2 separate regions of the Zea mays genome follow, and region 1 is linked to region 2. Evidence: chromatin contacts called from public Hi-C data. All regions are on one chromosome and are shown on one strand. Each heading gives the region's core, a stretch centred on a gene start, on an enhancer-like site or on the middle of the called end of the contact. The rest is flanking DNA. Distances are from core to core; before and after follow the strand shown.

Region 1 (3,864 bases), core at 941-3,440, 590 kb after region 2:
TTCTTGGCATGTCATGGTTGAGGAAAGTGAAAGTAATTATACATTGTGCTAAGGGAACTGTAGAACTCACTAGTCCAAAAGGAGATAGATTTGAAGTCATGATTACCTTAACCCCATCCACCAGACCCGCCATTTATCTAGTAGATGGTAAATTTGTGGACAGACATATTCGTGTGGTTAGAGAGTTGCCAGATGTTTTTCCACAAGAGTTACCCGGAATGCCACCAGATAGGGATGTGGAGTTTGTTATTGATCTCTTACCTGGGACCGCTCCTATGTCTAAAAGGCCATACAAAATGTCAGTTGAACAATTAAAAGAACTTAAGAAACAACTAACATAGTTACAGGAGTCAGGATATATTCGTCCGAGTTCCTCATCTTGGGGAGCACCGGTTCTGTTTGTTCAGAATAAGGATGGTTCCCCGACGACGTGTGTTGATTACAGATCACTTAATGATGTCACAATTAAAAATAAGTACCCCTTACCCTATATTGAAGATTTATTTGATCAAATGAGAGGTGCCAGGGTATTCTCTAAAATTGATCTCAGATCAGGTTATCATTAGATGAAGACCAGGCCTTCGGATATTCCCAAGATGACTTTCTCTACCCGATACGGGCTATATGAGTTCACTGTCATGTCGTTTGGCTTGACTAATGCACCAGCCTACTTCATGAATCTGATGAACAATGTGTTTATGGAGTATCTTGATAAGTTCGTCATGGTATTCATCGACGACATTCTAATTTATTCCAAGAATGATGGTGATTATGAGGAGCATTTGTGGTTAGTGTTGCAGAAGTTAAGAGATAATCAATTCTATGCTAAGTTCAGCAGGTGTGAGTTCTGGCTTGATGAGGTACCATTCCTTGGGCATATTATCTCCAATGGTGGAATATCAGTGGATCCGGCTAAAGTGAGGGAGATAATAGGATGGAAGATACCGAGCTCAGTCACTGAAATCCAGAGTTTTCTAGGACTCGCGGGTTATTACCGGCGTTTTATTGAGGGATTCTCCAAGATAGCCAAGCCTATGACCACACTATTGGAGAAGTGAAAAGAGTTCAAGTGGACACATGCTTGTCAAGAGAGTTTCAATCAGCTGAAGAAAAAGGATAAATTACTTAGTTGGGAAAAAGGGTTACTTGCTCTAGTTGAGTTAATGGTTGCTTGTTCTGAGTTCCTATTGATGAGCTTCTCCGTGGTACGGAAATCTTGAGTGTTGTGATGTGCCTTATATCATGGTTGGGCCGGTACGGCAAGAACATCGGTCTACCATGCTTTAAGGTGGACCCTACCTAACTTTTGATATTTGAGCACGGTATGTCCTAATCTAAAATTATTCTATGTCGTGTTAGGCCTAAAAATGGACTAAACCGTGCCCATGCGGCATAGTGTGACTTTTAACTCTAGTCAGCACAGATTAACTAATAAATATAAAAGAAAAAAATATTTTTTAGATGGAAACTGGTTTTATTATAGGAGAGATTTCCCACGACCCGAACAACCGGACGGATGATGATTGATGCACGGAAATCGGAAAGCAAGAGTGGGTTGGTGGGTGGGTCCGTCCCCAGCGAGCCGCGGCAGGCACCAATTGGCCACCAACAACACGTCCCCGGTGGCCGGTTTGGTCTCCGTAGGAAGCAACCCGCCGCGGCCGGGCAGGGCCCAGCACTCTGCCAGGTCGGTCAGAGTCAGCCGCGCGCGCTGTTCTTCCCACAATCCACACCCACCAACCCCTCTCCCCACACTCGTCAACCACGGCCACGCTCGCTGGGCACCATGGCCACCGGGCAAACGGGAACGGGAGGCTGAAGGCCTCTTCACCAAACGCACGGATCAGGTCATCAGACCAGTGGCCAGCCTACCGCTGCGCACTGGCACGGCGCACCTATGCCCGGGTCCGGCAAGCCTAACCACACCAACCAACCCACAGGGCCACACCCACACCGACCGTGTCCGTCCGCTGACGCGCCGGGCCCGGACCCCGTCGCTCGCACGACCGACTGCTTCTTCACCTTCACGTTGGCCATATTTGAGTAGCGTCACATTGGCCGTCGCGTTGGCCTACTTGGCAGTGGATGCCAAGCTCTCACATGGCTCATCTTCGCCTTCGCCTTGCCGCCGCGCGTTATATAAGCCGCCCCGGCAGGCAAGGTCGGTCAATCCAGCAATACCCGAGTACCCGACGCGCTAGCTAGTTCTATTGCCGCACCCCAGATCTCCAGGAGGGACTCGTTCGTTCAGCTAACTACACTGCACGCAATGGCCACCACGGCGACCGAGGCGGCGCCGGCGCAGGAGCAGCAGGCCAACGGCAACGGCGAGCAGAAGACGCGGCACTCCGAGGTCGGCCACAAGAGCCTGCTCAAGAGCGACGACCTCTACCAGGTAAACACTCCGATCCTGCCTGCCCATTTCCGGCCTCGCGCTCTAGATCTTATCTTCCGTGACTCGAATCTGACCGGGGGAAGAATCACTTCCACCAGTACATCCTGGACACGAGCGTGTACCCGCGGGAGCCGGAGAGCATGAAGGAGCTCCGCGAGATCACCGCCAAGCACCCATGGTATGTTCCGCTTTCCCGGGCCGATCTCTCGGCGGCGACCTAGCTGCTGGACAGATCGAGATCTGAAAAAATGGCGTGCAGGAACCTGATGACGACCTCCGCCGACGAGGGGCAGTTCCTGAACATGCTCATCAAGCTCATCGGCGCCAAGAAGACCATGGAGATCGGCGTCTACACCGGCTACTCCCTCCTCGCCACGGCGCTCGCCCTCCCGGAGGACGGCACGGTCCGTCGTTGTTCCCTCCCTTTTCTCAGATCTGCCACCCCACCTCCCTGAAGGCGAAGCAGCTAGCGGTCCTCCCACTGATAAACCAAGGATTTCTCTCTCCCTCTCTTTGTTGTTCGTCCCGCCCCGCAGATCTTGGCCATGGACATCAACCGCGAGAACTACGAGCTGGGCCTGCCCTGCATCGAGAAGGCCGGCGTCGCCCACAAGATCGACTTCCGCGAGGGTCCCGCGCTCCCCGTCCTCGACGACCTCATCGCGGAGGTACGAAATGGCCAGGCCGCCAGATCTGTGCTTCTTCGCCTATATCGATCGAGTAGAAGTTGACATGACATCTCGGACCCGTGTCTGTCTGCATCTGCGCAGGAGAAGAACCACGGGTCGTTCGACTTCGTCTTCGTGGACGCCGACAAGGACAACTACCTCAACTACCACGAGCGGCTGCTGAAGCTGGTGAAGCTGGGCGGCCTCATCGGCTACGACAACACGCTGTGGAACGGCTCCGTCGTGCTCCCCGACGACGCGCCCATGCGCAAGTACATCCGCTTCTACCGCGACTTCGTGCTCGTCCTCAACAAGGCGCTCGCCGCCGACGACCGCGTCGAGATCTGCCAGCTCCCCGTCGGCGACGGCGTCACCCTCTGCCGCCGCGTCAAGTGAAAACATGGCCTGGCCTGGCCTGCCCCACCACCGCCACCGACGGCGCCGCCGGCCGCATCCTCATTCCAATCATAATAGACGACCCGCAGCATTAATTATCCACCGGCTTTTTTTTTGGCTCTTTCTTGCCCCTGTAATCTTTCTCCTCCTCTTCCTTCTTGGGAATTGTCGCCGCCGTTTCGATACGTAAATCACGAGATCGGTAATACAGTAATGCTCCTCAATTTTACAATATACTCCTACTATTACTACTGCTACCGTGGATGGTTTTGTTCTCTGTGCTTGGTACATCTCATTCCATGCGCGCCGTGAAGTTTTACCCCATCGGTCGATGCTACCACCTCTTTTTGACAGAGATGGCAAACCTGAAACCCAGTTCCGCGCATGTTCACCGACAGCGACACC
Region 2 (3,842 bases), core at 773-3,272:
TCAGCCTCAAATCCATGAAAATAAAAGGTACCATGATGAGCAGCCTATGTTCCGAATGTGACAAATTGTACCCTGGTCCTCAACAACTTTGCTCCATTGATATGAAGTCACTTGCAAGAACTGTCATCATGACTAGAGTACCAAGATGGATGTCATCACTCTGCTCCCTGTCTAGCATAAAGATCACATTATTAGCTCTGGGAGTACAAGATATCCATGTCCTTGGGAGCATACCATCTCTACGTTGTCTCAGTGTACATGTGAAGGAAACCAGAGATGAAAGGTTGGTCATTGACAAGTGTTATCCATTCCGGTGCCTAACTGAGATGCAAATCGATTATGAATCCATGGCGGTGGTGTTCGCACCAGGGAGTATGCAAAACCTCAAAGAACTCCATTTATTGTTCGGGGTGAAAGAGGTAATGCATAAGTACGGTGATTGTAACTTTGGTTTGGAGCACCTCATGTCACTTGAGCATGTCTCTGTTAAAACAATGTACACTATCATGCCCGAGGAGGTGGAGGCCGTAAAAGATGAATTCCAGAAATCCCTGGACATGAATCCTGGCAAGCCCACGTTGATAGTAGATTATTTGTATCCGAAAGAAGTAAATATACTAGCTCAGACTTTGAAAACAGCCATACATCATTATTAGCTAGCTGCCTTCTTTCGTATTTCTTTGCATTCCTTATATATGACAAATTAATTTGTAATTTTCTCTTTTGCATAGAGGAAGATTAGGTCTCAAGCACAAGCAATAAGAGCAGCAATTTTGTTCGCTAATGCAGGCCGCATCCCTGCTACTGACTGAAGGATTATAAACATTCTCTATCGCCTTGCTAATAAACTGGTACGTATTACACATCTATGCTTATGTCTCACGTTGTACCCTCCCAATGCTAGCTGGTAACTAATTCTTTAAGTTCTCATAATATGTTTGCAGCATATTCCCTTCTCTAATTGGCACTGCATTCTCAACGTCGCATGGGTACTAGTGGCAAATAAGCTCTCTGAAGTCATGAATTTTCTACAGATAATGTAACTGCAGTAAATGTCTACGCGCGTGTTTGTAAAAAAGAGTTCAATATCTACCTTGTAAATACGCCATGTTCATACTCATACAGTATAGTACTATGGGATGAGCAACAGCTAACAGTAGCTCCAAGCGTTGTAATCAGTCTAACACTAGCTCCAAGCGTGCCCACTCCCCCACCCACACCAATACACCATATACTGTGTACTATGGGATGAGCAACAGCTCCAACGGTCCTTCTAACAGTTCTTCCATATACGGGGGAAAGGAAACTCTCACCATAAATGTACGGGGAGCACGATTCAACTCCTATACATTAATGATATTATTTCTTTGCGATATTAATAAGCTTAAGCTCTATAATATGATAACAATATTTATTATGGTAGTACAAATACTCTATGCCCTTAGTTTTGGTGGTGTGCTCATCTATACCTTTAGTCGTGTTTTTTGCTCAGCTGTGCCCTTCCAGTGCTATAGAACAGAAGGGCATAGCTGAGCAAAAAACACGACTAAGGGTATAGATGAGCACACCACCAAAACTAAGGGCACCAAATTAAAAAACCCTTTTTAAAACCATGCAAATTAATAAAAATATTAAATAACTGAGTTATATTGTATAGTAGGAGCTAGATAGAGAAATGTAAGATTGGAGATGTCTGTACGTAGAGAGAGAGTTTAGAGAGATATAATAAAATATAATAAAATGAATAAATAGGAGAAGAAATGTGGGCAGAATGGCTGGCAATGGCGATGGCCGACCGTGCATTAGGCGCGTCTGTAGAAAATATGAACGTACTAGTATAATTAAGATGCCCGTTTTTTTAGAATCGTAGATGTCCTGGGCGTCAACAGAGCTGACACAACACTAGCAGCCAAAGCCACGTCCGTGACGACGATGTACGATACGACGATGTCCGCGGAAGAAGCCAGAGTCGATGCTGTGATCTGGGGGCGACGTCGCAGTCCATCCTGCCAGCACAGCACATCACATTGCTCCGCCTCGGGGAGGAAGTAGGGCGGCGGTTACTTGTCCCGCTCCAACTACAAAGCCCAGACTGCCCAGTCCGCATCCCCAGCAGCCGTGACACCGCCACAGCAGCCTCGGCGCTGCGTTTCTGCCTTCCCGGTGAGACAAATGGCCGCCAGCGCCACCGACGCCGACGCCGGCGCCGGGCTCAGATCGGAGTTCCTGCAGGTCCTGCTCAGCCGCCGCCGCGATCTCCTAGGTCAGGTTCTCTCTCATTCTCTCTCCCAACTCGCGCGCGTGCTGAAATGCTCTGCTCTGGTAGTGCTTGAAGCAGTTGGGTTAAAATCGCTGGTCTGGCTAGGACCTTTCGAGATGCTGCAAATAATCACAGTTCAAGTTACAACCTGAATCCTTAGAACGATACGCCACATCTGAAGCTTGTGCCCTTCAATTGGGTTGGTTTTTTTTTTCCTGTCATCGCCATTCGCCAGTGCCTCTCACGGTGGAGCAAGGGAGTCCGGTGAAGGACCCGATGTACCAGAATCCTCCGTCGACCATGGAGGTCAGGACCCTTGATTTGAACGAAGGTCTTTTGTAAGAGACCAGACACGTCGGCGTTGATTAGCTGTGGTAATCTTAGGCAAATCCGATGGAGTCGTGCCCCAGTAAAGAGGTGGAGAACTTGAGGGAGAAGCTGGTTGAAGAAAATTTCTACCTTATCACTGAGGTAAGCGGCGGCCAGATGATCAGGACAAGTCCAGCAGTCCTAGTCTATCTCTCTGTCTCTTTTGACGGTATTGTCCTAGTCTCTTTCCAACTGAAGTATATCAAATTAAACTTGAGTTTTGCTTGCTTTGCTTGCGATGGATCGTGGCCTACAGGAGCCAATCGCGTCTCTAAGCAGCCTCACGAGATCGAAGAGCAACAATATAATAGTGCACTCGATCTTACTCCACATACATGCAGACTGCATTGCATCCCTCTGCTGAATACTTGGGTGCACCTTGATAGTCGGCATCTTTTTTTTAGGTTCTTAGATCCAGACTCACATGTATTCCCACACTAAACTACAGAATAATTAATTAACTACAGAGTCAACGCCTCACTGCTGGTTTTTTATTTTCCCTCTCTTTTTCTAACCACTACGTACTTTTTTTCCCTTTCAACGCAGCTAGGTGAACAAGGACGAGTACCTGTACTTCTGCTGAAGCTTGACGACCCCGTCCCTAGAAGAAAACCAGCTATCGTGTTCCTGCACAGCTCTTACAAGTGCAAAGAGTGGCTGCGCCCACTGCTTGAGGTGGGTAAACCAATCTCGCTCTGTCCCAACTGCACCACCGTAGACTATACTGTTCGTATAGCTCTTCGTTGACTAGTTTGCTTTTGCAGGCATATGCTTCCAAGGGCTACGTCTGTGTGGCTATTGACTCGCGCTATCACGGCGAAAGGGCCAGCAATGAAACCACTTACATAGATGTAATAATCTGCTTATGATCATATTGTGCCCAGTGCCCACTTAAAGTTTGACGGACGGTGACATCCATTTATTTTATTTCGTGTGGCTTCACCCTGCTCTACTCTTTTTTCTTTCTTTCTTTCTTTCTTTTTTACTTTTAAACACAGGCACTGAAATCGGCTTGGCGGAATGGGGATACAATGCCTTTCGTTTTTGACACGGTGCTGTATTTTTGAAATACGATTTAAATTTTATTACATAGATAGATTTTTACGACGCGCGCGACGAGGAATCTCAGCCAAATTTTGTTTGGACGTCGACTTTTCTGCAGGTGTGGGACTTGGTAAAGCTTGGAGACTACCTCGGCGAGAGGGAGGACGTG

Evidence for each region. Hi-C and Micro-C count contacts between places; a contact is called where the count stands out from the background.
Region 1: a contact with region 2 is called in a Hi-C map of bundle sheath, with 6 times the contacts expected there. The contact joins the promoter of LOC107282093 here to the promoter of LOC100276046 in region 2. A contact is called at or near these places in 4 of 25 Hi-C or Micro-C datasets (bundle sheath, ear, leaf and 1 more).

What each region holds. Positions count from the first base shown.
Region 1 is chr6:88,746,398-88,750,261 of Zm-B73-REFERENCE-NAM-5.0, forward strand. It overlaps LOC107282093 (Caffeoyl-CoA O-methyltransferase1), which reads left to right and starts at 2,191. Exons shown (of 5, transcript NM_001320647.1): 1 at 2,191-2,395; 2 at 2,494-2,573; 3 at 2,655-2,799; 4 at 2,932-3,063; 5 at 3,166-3,652. The coding sequence starts at 2,270. The coding sequence ends at 3,459.
Region 2 is chr6:88,155,816-88,159,657 of Zm-B73-REFERENCE-NAM-5.0, forward strand. LOC100276046 reads left to right here and starts at 2,023. Exons shown (of 13, transcript NM_001149931.2): 1 at 2,023-2,263; 2 at 2,496-2,566; 3 at 2,645-2,731; 4 at 3,176-3,304; 5 at 3,394-3,480; 6 at 3,628-3,681; 7 at 3,792-3,842. The coding sequence starts at 2,173. It overlaps LOC103629525, which reads left to right. Exons shown (of 4, transcript XM_008650625.3): 2 at 1-419; 3 at 732-851; 4 at 945-1,373. The coding sequence ends at 812.